4 separate regions of the Mus musculus genome follow, and regions 2, 3 and 4 are each linked to region 1. A link is a contact called in public ChIA-PET and HiChIP or PLAC-seq data. All regions are on one chromosome and are shown on one strand. The core of a region is the stretch at or near the end of the contact, and the rest is flanking DNA. Distances in the headings are between cores, read along the strand shown. Region 1 holds the start of Cars (cysteinyl-tRNA synthetase). Region 2 holds the start of Kcnq1ot1 (KCNQ1 overlapping transcript 1). Region 3 holds the start of Trpm5 (transient receptor potential cation channel, subfamily M, member 5). Region 4 overlaps Kcnq1 (potassium voltage-gated channel, subfamily Q, member 1).

The links. ChIA-PET counts read pairs in DNA pulled down with a chosen protein or histone mark. HiChIP or PLAC-seq counts read pairs in DNA pulled down with a chosen protein or histone mark.
Region 2: an RNA polymerase II ChIA-PET map of memory CD8 T cells shows a contact between it and region 1, with 8 read pairs. The contact joins the promoter of Kcnq1ot1 here to the promoter of Cars in region 1. A contact is called at or near these places in 1 of 484 Hi-C or Micro-C datasets (embryonic stem cells) and 2 of 115 datasets of contacts at active chromatin or transcription factors (embryonic stem cells and memory CD8 T cells).
Region 3: an H3K4me3 HiChIP or PLAC-seq map of embryonic limb bud shows a contact between it and region 1, with 4 times the contacts expected there. The contact joins the promoter of Trpm5 here to the promoter of Cars in region 1. A contact is called at or near these places in 1 of 39 promoter capture datasets (hippocampal neurons), 3 of 115 datasets of contacts at active chromatin or transcription factors (embryonic limb bud, microglia and pancreatic cancer cells) and 1 of 9 other capture datasets (adipose tissue).
Region 4: an H3K4me3 HiChIP or PLAC-seq map of embryonic stem cells shows a contact between it and region 1, with 5 times the contacts expected there. The contact joins the enhancer-like site here to the promoter of Cars in region 1. A contact is called at or near these places in 6 of 115 datasets of contacts at active chromatin or transcription factors (the 230-238 cell line, embryonic stem cells and stem cell-derived neural progenitor cells) and 4 of 9 other capture datasets (adipose tissue, embryonic stem cells, embryonic tail and 1 more).

The regions. Positions count from the first base shown.
Region 1 is chr7:143,598,687-143,601,622 of GRCm38.p6, reverse strand. It overlaps Cars (cysteinyl-tRNA synthetase), which reads left to right and starts at 1,533. Exons shown (of 23, transcript NM_013742.5): 1 at 1,533-1,641. The coding sequence starts at 1,617. Gm15579 (a long non-coding RNA gene) reads right to left here and starts at 1,519. Exons shown (of 2, transcript XR_870064.3): 1 at 1,410-1,519; 2 at 765-1,000.
Region 2 is chr7:143,295,100-143,297,799 of GRCm38.p6, reverse strand. It overlaps Kcnq1ot1 (KCNQ1 overlapping transcript 1), which reads left to right and starts at 1,253. Exons shown (of 1, transcript NR_001461.5): 1 at 1,253-2,700. The region is part of intron 11 of Kcnq1 (potassium voltage-gated channel, subfamily Q, member 1); the gene reads right to left.
Region 3 is chr7:143,093,334-143,096,033 of GRCm38.p6, reverse strand. It overlaps Trpm5 (transient receptor potential cation channel, subfamily M, member 5), which reads left to right and starts at 1,392. Exons shown (of 25, transcript NM_020277.2): 1 at 1,392-1,468.
Region 4 is chr7:143,119,106-143,121,872 of GRCm38.p6, reverse strand. All of the region lies in intron 1 of Kcnq1 (potassium voltage-gated channel, subfamily Q, member 1), which reads right to left. Among named protein-coding and RNA genes, the nearest start is that of Kcnq1, 13 kb to the right of the region's middle. Within about 2 kb of position 1,467, at least 49 of the 459 cell types and tissues checked have an H3K27ac peak or open chromatin away from gene starts, as enhancers often do. A contact at or near this core is called in embryonic stem cells, where this site is marked.

The sequences.
Region 1 (2,936 bases), core at 284-2,783:
GTTTGGGCTTTAACACCCTCATTCTAGCTGCCTGGAAGCCAGTCTTCTAGCGGCCTTCAGCTGAAGAGGTCTAACTCTCACCTCCTGCCTTGATGATAATGTACTGAACCACTGAACCTGTAAACCAACCCCAATTAAATGTTGTCCTTATAAGAGTTGCCTTGGTCATGGTGTCTCTTCACAGCAGTAAGACCCTAACTAAGACCTATGTGATACATTATTTCTCTGCTGCCCATGAAATGAACCAATTCAAGCCTGATTAGAGTACATATAGGCAGGTTTATTAGGAAGCTGCTCTCAGGCGAAAGTTCACTGGCCCCAAGGACTGAGGCCAAGGAAGTCACCATGGTGGGGGAGGAGAGAGAAAGAGAAAGGGTGTGAACATAGAGAAGACAGGAGGAGCGATGAGGAAGACCAAAACATCTGGTTTATATAGGGAAGAGCCTCTGGGGGAAGGGCAGTCCAGCCCCTGGGCTGGAAAGTTCAGGGTTACAGCAAGGGTATGCCAGGTAGGGACTGAGGGATGCTGAGAGAACCTGGAGGCCAGGTTTGCTTTGAAATATAAAATTTGCACCTCAGTCCCTTGTCCCAAGGGTACATAACCAAACAATACATATTACCAAGTATCAATTATTTTTTAATTAATTATTTATTTATGTTGAGACAGAGTCTCTTATGGAGCCATGGCTGACTTGGAACTCACTGAGAACTGCCTGCTTCTCCCTCCTGAGTTTCCAGGAATTAAGACCATGGTTGCCAGAATATATATATACCAGAATATATAATTGTATTTATTTATTTCCCTGCACACACACACAACACATGTCTTTTTCACCACAGGCATGCAAAGCCCACAAGGATCAAAAGAGGGTTAGGATCCCATGGAACTGAAGTTACAACCGGTTGTGAGCAGTTGTGAGTGCTAGAAATCAAACCGGTGTCCTCCAGAAGAGCAGCCGTGCTCTTGACCACCGAACCATCTTCCAACCTCAAAACGGAGCTTTTAAAAAAAAAAAAAAATTGTGAGACAGGGTCTCGCTATATACCTGGCTATGTTTCTAAAATAATACTTTCCATTTCTTCTCATAAACCTCCCTCTGATGGTGTGTCTTGGGAGGCGACATCAGGAATTAAGGAACACACAGGAAATAAAAGGATTCAGGAGAGAGTGTAACAGGAACCACCTGTTTCCAGGCTTGTGTGGCCTTTTGGAGAGTGTCTCAGAAAAAGGCGTCTTCCTCGCCCCTCTCCTCCAGTCGCTGAGTCCCTTGCCCCACCCTTTCCCTTGCATCTCTTTAATCTCTACTCGTTTTGCCCCGCCCCTCTACCCAGCTCCTCGCCCCTCCCACTCCCCCATTTCGTCCCGCCCCTCCCAGCCCTCTTCAGCAGCCCGGGTTTGCGCTTCTCACTGTCTTAGCCCTTTGGTGTCTATTAAGTTCCGCGCCAGCGTAAACCATAGTATTCTCCCATCATGCCCCACGTCGGCGTCAGTTTGCAGTTGCCTAGCTACTGGACATGCCCGGAAGACGACTGGTGGGGCGGGACTTCCGGCGCCGCGGTTGCATCAGATTCTGGAAGGCGTCTGTGGCGGCGGCCGCGGGTCTTGATTCCCAGTGATGGCAGGTTCCTCCGCGGAGCAGGGTGAGGTTTGCGGGATGACTGTGGAGCTCTGGGTACAAGCATGGCCCGAGTAGGCAGTACCGGGCTGGGGCTGTGTGGGCAGCATGGTCCAAGGAGGCAGTGCCCAGGCCAGTGCTGTGGCGACAGCGGTGGAACGAGTGGGTAATGCCAAGCGAGCCAGGGGTTGGGGGCAGCAAGACCCAGGGACTCAGTGCTCAGGTCGGGTCTGTGGGGACAACCATGGACTAAGTGGGCAGTGCCCAGACCAGTGATCCGAAGATAGTAAAGGCTTAAATGGGCAGTGGCAGGCAAAGGCTGTTCGGCAGAGGATCCCTGGGCGGGAAGTGACCAGCCAGGGCTCTAGAGTGGAGGCTATTGGGTTGGGCAGTGGCTAGGTCAGGGCTCTAGGAACAGTGCATGCCCAGGTGGGCAGTGACAAGCTAGAGATCTGGATTAGGCAGTGACTGGAGTGGGCAGAGATGGATCCTCAGGTGAGTAGTATCCAGTCCAGGGCTCTGGGATAAAACGTTCTCCGGTAAGCCTGTGGGGACAGCCGTGGCCCAAGTGGGCAGTGCAAAACCAAAGCTCTGGGGATGGCCAGCGTCTCAATGGACAGTGGCAGGCCAGGACCTGGGGGTGGCTGCCATGACTCCCTGAAGCTAGAGTACTCCTTGGTGGGACCTGACTCCTGTCTTGTAAGTGCCTCCCTTCCTCAGCTTCAATTTTTTGATTGGGTTAAGGCTAAAGTTTCCTTGGATACTCAGCAATAGGAGAGATGGTCCTGTTTCAAATAGCCTGACTCTAGTTGGTACCTGGATGAGACCTCACCACTCCCCCTCCTGCCCTGGCTGGACTTTGGGGGTAAGGCAAAGGCCCAAAGATTGTTTTGGTCTTCTGCCCAAGCAGGTGGGCGGAAGGGCACATGAGGTTGGTACTTAGGGAAGTAGGGCAGAGGAAGCAGGGACTCCGTGTACGCATACATGAAAGAGCTTGGGGATTTATGAAGGCTTTAATCTCCAGTGTGGTCAGCAGTCACCACAGAGACCTGTCCAGTCAGAGCATCACTGTCAGAGCATCATTGGCAATCTACTTTATTGCCAATTGGGAGATTCCCTCAGAAAGCAGTCACTTACGTCACCCCAGGGTAGACCTGGGCCTTGGCAGATCGCTGAAGAGCAGTGTCTTTTCTCATCTTTTTAGCAAGTGGGTTCTAGAAAGAGCAAAGGCCTTGGCCCATATCCTGGAAGGTGAGAAGCAAGCCTTCAAAGGCAGAATGCTTAGTGTAGGTTTTAGTCTCTGTGATGAAGCCAGAAATT
Region 2 (2,700 bases), core at 4-2,503, 300 kb after region 1:
CTGTTGCTAGAGGATGACACCAGTTTCTCTTTTCTCCAGCTAAATAACAACAGGAGAAAAAAAGAGAAAAAGAACAGAAAAGAAAAAGAAAAAGAAAAAAAACCCAAACCTAAAAACCGTGCCTTCCCCTCCTTCCCCCACATATACTCAGTCATCTTTGGCAAGAGAGCTTCCTGGCTGTTTTTGTAGACATATATTTTCAGCAAAAGCAGTTAAGATGTATGGCTTCCTTGCGTGCTTTAGATGACCACACCCTGGCCTGTTCACAGGACTGGCTCTCCCTCCCCTTCCCCTAAATCCTGTTTGAAGTCAATTCTGGGTAGGGGTGGTTTGGAGAATATACCCAGAGTTCCACATGCTAAAACTATAGTTTGCACAGAAATCTGCATTCCCCCCCCTCGCCCCAGGCTTGCTTATGAATCCTGGGCAAGTGGATTGTCCCCCAAATCTGGCATTTTGTCAAGTTTCTCCAGGCTTTAGGTCAATGCTAGATACAGGGTGGTGCGTAGACAGTGTTAGTCAAATAAATGCATGGATAAGTAAGTGGACAGAGTGGAAACGATCCTGAACACTCCAGTGACAGGGCCAGGAACCAAGAGAATCTGGAGGATGGGTCGAGTGGCTGGGGTCTAACCTCAGGACTATCATTACCTAGTTTTATAACATGGGCAGACCCAGGGCCCCCTCCTTTTCATAAGTAAGATAGCCCCAAGACTTTCCTTACTTGGTGATTAAAAAAAAAAAAACAAGCAGGGTGGCCTCCTTGTGTGCTTTAGATGACCACACCCTGGCCTGCACAGTAGGATTCCATGGGACAGCTGAGAGGGTGGATTGCTTTTTTGCATCCCAAGGTCAGGCCAGAGCCAGGGGCATACTCATCTTTGGCCATGAAACCGTTTAGGTACATTGGCTGCCTCAGGTATCTGCCCTGTACTGCATTGAGGTTGGTCTCACACTTATTCAGAGTTAAGAACCCCAGGTTCAGCTAGGAAGGGATGAGGAAGGTAGGCCTTAAGGGGTGGTGGACCCAGCAGGCTAGGTCGTACAATCCTGTACAAGCTCACCCAATCCAAATGCTGGAGACATCAGGCTGTTTCCTCTTGGCCAATAAAAATAGTCAGCACAGAGCTATCTGTATCCAGCCTATCATGAGGAAGAGCTCCCTAGTCATTATTCAGCATCTGTCCAATCAACAGTGTCGTGGCTGCCACGTCACCAAGGTCTTGGTAGGTGGCCTAGCCGTTGTCGCTAGGAGGAACAGTTGCCTCAGCACGTCTGCGCAGCTTTCCTTGCGGCGCCCCTCCGCGTGGTCTATGATGGTGCATTTTGGTCCAGTCAGGCCCGGTGTGGTCGGCCTCATTTTGGATTACTTCGGTGGGCTTCTCCTCGGCGTGGTTACGGTCTAGTACACCTTAGTGTGCTTTTCTCTGCATGGTCCTTCCCAGCGTGGCTCGTCTCAGCAGCGTGGTTTTCATCCGTGTGATCGTCCTCTGCATGGTTTTTCACGGTGAGGTCATATCAGCCAGCCACCAGCCTCAGCATATTTGTCCACAGTTCTTTTGGAGCTGCCTCTGCTCGGATCACTTGAGCACTACACCTCAGTCCCGACTAGCCATCCTCAGTGTGCTTTGCTCAACGCGATCCTCCTCAGTGTTTGTCCTGAGCCTAGACCTCCATGGTGAGGTCTTATCTTGTTTCGTCATGGTGGTCGGCGATATGGTCCGATCTGCCTCAGCAATTGGGTCACTTCCGTGTGGATCGTTTCAGCACGGATCACTCCAGCGCGGTCGGCTGCCTTGGCGCGATCCACTTGGCTTCTCAGCATTTTTTTTTAGCCTGCTGGGTTCTCTCAGTTTTTCTTCAACACGCTTCTTTTCCCTCTGTGTGATTCTACTTGGAGAGCTTTTCTGTTCAGCTTGGTTCCCAGCGCTTCTTTTTCTCGGCATGGTTCTCCTAGGTATGGTTTTTTTCTCAGCGCGGGTTTCTTCTCTGAGTCAGCACGGCACAAGTCGCAAGTCCGCGTGGCCGCGCTCATCATAGCCTCCCCCTCCTCGCGGCAAGCACTCACGGCCAGAAGCAGAGGTGATTCGTGCCGCGCTTTCGCGGCTGGGCTCCATCTTCGTTTTGCCGCAGTGGCTCCGTATTCGTTTTGCAGTTACGGCTCGGTCCTCGTTTCACGGCCGGTCCTCGTTTCACGGCCGTGGCTCAGTTCTCGTATTTTGCGTCCACGTCCCCATCTTTGTGGCCCAGGCTTACAGAAGCAGGGGTGGTCTTGAGGCCCTTTGAGCCCCGAGGTCGGTCGAGTCCCAAGGTGAGTGGCCTAGGACACCGGCTCAGGCCTTCGGATTCTAAACCCCGGGCCGAGTCAGAACGCACTGGAGCTGAAACCGAATCGGGTCTGGAGACCCCTGAGCTTTGTAGCCCGGTGTGGCCAGCACCAAGGTAGTGAGTGGAGTACGTGTTGTTATGTGGTAGCTGTTTTAATGCTGAGAGTGAGGGGCTCCGTTCGGAATGTTCGCGCATGGTGGGGGAAGGGTATCGTGGAACTGAGGCTGGGGAAGGCTGCTTATTCGGAGTTTTGAACCGAGTTGTGATCTAGCTCTTGGATCCGAGTTGGGTGTGTGTATGTGTGGGTCTACAGTGGTTCCGAGTCTAGAGTGGAGTCACGATTGGAATCGGGTAGAGATTCGGGTCTGGAGC
Region 3 (2,700 bases), core at 143-2,642, 510 kb after region 1:
GCACCTTGATTCTCTGTCCCCTCATCACAGTGCTCGTAATGAGAGCATACGGGCAATTGAGCCTTGCCCAATGTCTATCTGCCCAGGGCCTGGAATGGTTTGGAAGCTGCTTCCCACTAAATGGCTATCTCCCCAGACCCCACTTATGCCTTCATATGGCTCATGACTATGCACATGCTCAGGCACACAACTGCCTTTGGGCACATGTTCTGTATACTTTCATATTCTGCACTTGGGGTTGGCTGGGGCTGCCCAGGGTCCAGCAGAACTATGGGGGAAGTGGCTGTTGATGGGCAAATGAGGAAGCAAAGGTCATTTCAGATGACAAAGCAGCACTGAGCAACGCTGCTGGGGTGCCTGGGAAGTGAGCTATAGGGGATGTGCCCTGTGTGGGTGTGGGCCTGGGTGAAGGGGTCCTTGAAAGACATGGGAGCCTGTGGTGACAAGCCTGCAGGAGATGCTCCAAGGAGTGGTGCCCCAAGGGAGCAAAAGAAAAAGTGTCAGGGCCTTTCTGGGTTTGATTATTAGGATCACAGGGGTCCATGAAAGGTTGTGGGTAAGGAGAACCATAATATGGTATTGGCCTAGAACGGTTAGGGAATATTTGGTGCAGTCCTTCGAGTGTCCAAAAGATGGAGGTAAAGGGGCAGCAGCAGATGAAGGAAGGGTTCTGGAAGCACTCCTATTCTCCACCTAGTCCTCAGACATAGGAAGGCTAGGCTTTGGATTGCTTGGTGGACATGAACTTAGGCTAGATTTCTAGAATCCAGTGAACTCTGGCCTTGTTCTATACTGAGATCCGGCCATTCCACCTAGGCCCCCGCTATGTACCCTCCTCCAGAGCTGTACCCCACAGCTCTCAAGCACTCAAGGCTTATAGTCCCTGCTCTTCAGGGCTCAAGTGGCTAGAGCTGGTCTGAGCCCCCAGCCCAGCTTGTAATTTTAGAAGGGCATCAAATGGGCATGGCTTATGTCAAGGTAACATGACAGGTATGCTAGGGGACATGCTAGCTCAGATGGTGATGTAACTGTGGCCCTCTTGCTTAGGACAAAGCCAGAGGGAGACCCCTCTCCCTGCCCCACCCAGGTCCTGTTTTTGCCTGTGATCTTGGCGCCCTCTGGTGGCTAATGTTGGGTCCTTGGCTGCTGCCCAACCCCTATCCTCCTACCCCTGGGGTTCATGGCAAAGTAATGAAAGCCAGATCCTGTGGTCTCTGGGGGAAGGGCTCACAGAAACACTGTCAAGAGCTGTCATGAGGGTCTTCCCCAGTTATTCACAACCGCCTGGAAGCTTGGCATGAGTATCTCGGTCTACAGGAAGAGAAACCGGGACTTCGTGTTGAAGGAGCTGGATAGATCAACAGGAAAAAAGCCAGTGTCACAGCCATGAGAAGCATCACGAGCAACAGCCCTGAGCCTCAATTTGGAGGCAGTCCTCATGCAGTCCAAGGCACTGACTGCCTGACTGGTAAGTAGCTAGTACTCAGCTCACTCACACCATAGGATTCTCCAGGAGTGTGGCACACCACAGATCAGGGCAGACATCTCCAGACCTTCTGGGACCTCAGGAGACAGTTCATCTGCTTGCCTATCATCATTGGGACCACTTGTCAGACACCCTTTCATGGATCATGTGTCCTTAAGGCAGTTCTTGTTTCCTCAACTAGAGAAACTGAGGCTTGGTGAGAAATGAAGCAGAATTCCCATCTGACCTCTGATCTCATGTTAGAGTACAGACACCCAGGCCGTACTCATCGTCTGTGCCAGGCAGAGCCCAGGGAGGAAAGGACCCATGTTTCATGTAACCCCTCTTCATGTAACAGTGGGCTCTTGGCCAGCCTGGATGTGCTCTCAGACCAGTGGCACCAATCTAGCCCTTGGTGGATGGGTGGTACCCTAGGTTCACTCATGCCCAGCTTTCTAAGACATCATTGGCTGCCAGGTGCTGGGTGTGGCATGTGGGTGGATCGAGGGAGGAACACAGCCTGCAGTAGGTAAGTGCCTCTAACACTCAGCACCAGCAGCTACATGCCAGGAATCTGGAAGGAACGGGCAGGTAAGCTCACACCAGGGTCAGCTTGCATAGGAGTGGGGCCAGAAAGTCGCTCAGTCCTCTGCTGAGAAGGTAGGAAGGGCAAGCAGGAGCTATGTTCTAGCCACATTTCTACCTCATGTTCTCCATCAGGGATGGCATCATGAGGACAAGTCTGCCATGAGCAAGGGAAAGGGCTACCCATTGTTCGGGAGGGTCTGGGTGGAGGGCAATCCAAACTGTGAGCCTCAGACTTGGAGATTACATCAGCCGCAGCACCTTGGAAACTCAGCCCAAGCTCAGGGGCTGCAGGAGGGAGGGGTGTAGGGGTGGGGACCCAGCTCCTCATAGTTGTATCTACGTCCTGCTCTGTCAGCAATGTCAGGTCTCTTCACCAAGGGGATGAGGGGTGCCATGCTAATTCATGCATGCAGTGACCTTCTTAGTTTTACCCACATATCACTGTAAGCTGGCACAGAGAGTTTAGGGACAAGTACGTTCAGGACCCCAGGATTTGGGTGCCAGATCTGTCGTGCTCTGGGCTCTTCCTATCTTAGGGGCGGAGAAGTACATTTATTTCAGGCTCTTTCTGTGACCGTCTCAGCTAGTAAGAGCCTCCAAGGTCTCCACTGCCTTGGGATTAAGAATCTGTTTTTTGTCTTTCAGAA
Region 4 (2,767 bases), core at 218-2,717, 480 kb after region 1:
AAGACACTTCATAGCTGCTCAGCTAACTAGGAAGGATTCTGGGTGTCGGGTCTGGCCCAACTGCAAGGACAGAGTTTCTGCCCTCTCTTTACAGCACCCGTCACCCATGCCATTGGTGGAGAGTCTCCTTTGTGTTCCTGTGAACCACTGGCCAGTTCTTCCCTTCATTTTACCTCTCAGCTTGCTGTTACTATTGCACTACCCTGGTCTTTGGCCTGCTAGGCTCTCACCTGCCAGGCCACCCACGCCCAGAGTTCTCTTGTGAGACTGGTCCACTGGTGCCCTAGAAACTCATATTTCTCTCTCATGGAAAGGGTTTTCTGAGGACATGGTGGGATACAACAGCTGCCTGCAGATCACAGTGAGAGCCTGAGAGGCTGCTCACTGCTTTTGGTCACCAGGAACAGCCTTTCTAGAAACCCAGAGCTCTCCCCCAGGCACTCACTCCCAGGCAAGTGTAAATGTCAGGGGAGGGGTACAAGAAAGATAGTAACCCTGACATGACACCCCTGCCCCTGACATACACACCCATACCCTTGTCCATCTTTTCCTCTTCACAGGAACACCACATCCAATCAACCAACACACCCACTGATCCAGACATGCATCCACCCATGCATCCTGTGATAGTCTAACACTCCAACTTCCTGAGCCCTAGAAGCCGGACTTGGGAGCAGGGGCCACATAGAAATAGCCATTTAGTATTTGTGGACTGCCACACTGCCCACCCAACACACATGTGCACACATGGAAATATGGACTCCCATCTGGGCCTCTCCTACTCAGTGAGTGTCATGGAAGCTATCTGGACAGAGTTAGAGGCAAGCGTGTCTCAGCCCTACTCCAGATCAGCTTATATGGTTGCCATAGCTTATCTCCTCTAAGCTCTGGAGAACTGCCTCTCTACAGACCTTATTTCCAGAATATTCTCAACATTTACAAGGAGATGACTAGTTCATATGTCCACTTAGAAATAACTCCCTCCAATGCCAGAGACACAGAGGTGTTGGGCAGTGAGAGGGTAGCCTTGGGGGCCTTTAAATGGTCATACATAGCAAGATGAGGAGCCCAAACGCATGATCACATGACCTGTTAGCATCCCTGAGATAGAGGCCCAGACCCTATCCACATGTGGGGAAACAGCCCCAAAGCAAGGTGACCTCCCAGGCCACACAACCCCAGTACGAAGTCTCTGGGATGGTGCCACACCCATCTCAACTGCCGCCTGCCACTACTACTTGCTCAGGAGAGGACATTCTGCAATCCAGCAAAGGCGAGAGGCCAGCTCTGTGTACATGAAGACTTCCTGTTCTCCAGTGTCACCTGAGAGACCAAGTTCCACAGCTGTACCACTGATTCCCTTCCACAGAGTCCCCCCAGAAAGATGGCCATTGTATCTGTCTGCTCAGAGAAACACAGGCAAACCATGTTGCCTTTGCTGCCTGGGCCTGTCTTTTGTCTATCGTCTTCCCAGGGACTAGGTCACTTGAGGGTCACTCGCCATTTCCTGCTTTCTACTTGGCTGGGAGGATCTGGGTTTTATGGTTTCTCTGGAAACCTCCACTGTGTACTGCATACAGAACCCTAGAAGGTGAACCCACAACTTGTCTGGGTGCTCAGTGAATCCCAGCCTTCCTGGGATCAGAGAGCTTTGTGAGAGTACCAGGCAGGGCTCCTGAACTATGAAGCTAGTGCTGCCAGTCATTGGTAGCCAGGTGTTCAATCTGGTCTGACTCAAAGACACCAAATTTCCTGTGTGGTTTTGTACACATCCCTGGCCTTCAGGTTCTCACAAAGAATAACCACGCCCATCTGGCTAAAGCAATTCTAGGACCCAGATGTGGTGTGTAGACTACAGCTCCCCCGCTGAGCCATGGAAGGAAGGCAAGCCATATTGGATTCTGTCAGCCCTGAATCACCTAGCCAGGGTACAGAACAAGAACACAGGCTTTCCTGAGACTCTCGCCTGCATAGAGGGAACTGTCTGAAAGCAGGCAGTCTCACTGCTCAAGGAGGGGCAGAACCATGTGGGTGACAACAGGTAGCAATCCACTCCAGGCTGTCCTCTAGAGGACCTGTGGAGTAAACAGCAAACTCACTGTGCCTGGGCCAAGCACCATGATATTATAGCCCGTCCCCAGAGAGGGAGAGAGGGACTCTGTAGGAGTGACCCTACAGAACAAAAACCACCTCAAAGACTTTTATGCATGCCTCATTACTTGGAAACTGGGAAGGGCCTGGCCAGTTACCAAGTGAAAAACTTCAGGCAGGGGGGAGGAGGAGAGAAGAGGGAGGAGGAGGAAGTAGGGAAGGTAAAGGGAGGTGGGGGAAGGGTTAGGGAGGGGGAGGGAAGTAGGAAAGGAAGGAAGAGGAGAGGAGGGGGATGGGAAGGGGAGAAGGAGGAAATGGAAGGTGGGAGGAGAAGGGGAGAAATAGAGGAAGTAAAAGCATGACAGGAGAGGAGGAGTTGAAGGGGTGGGGAATCCTTGCCCACTTTCCAGACAACGATCGCTGGACTTCAGGTCAGCACTGAAGGCAGCTGCAAGCCTTGGCTGTCTACAGATAGGACCACAGACTTGCTGTATGGAAAGTTGAAAAACACTAGGCATTTCTTCCCTTTCAAGAAGTATAAGATAGAGCCAGGGGTGGTGGCACACGCGCCTTTAATCCCAGCACTCGGGAGGCAGAGGCAGGCGGATTTCTGAGTTCGAGGCCACCCTGGTCTACAAAGTGAGTTCCAGGACAGCCAGAGCTATACAGAGAAACC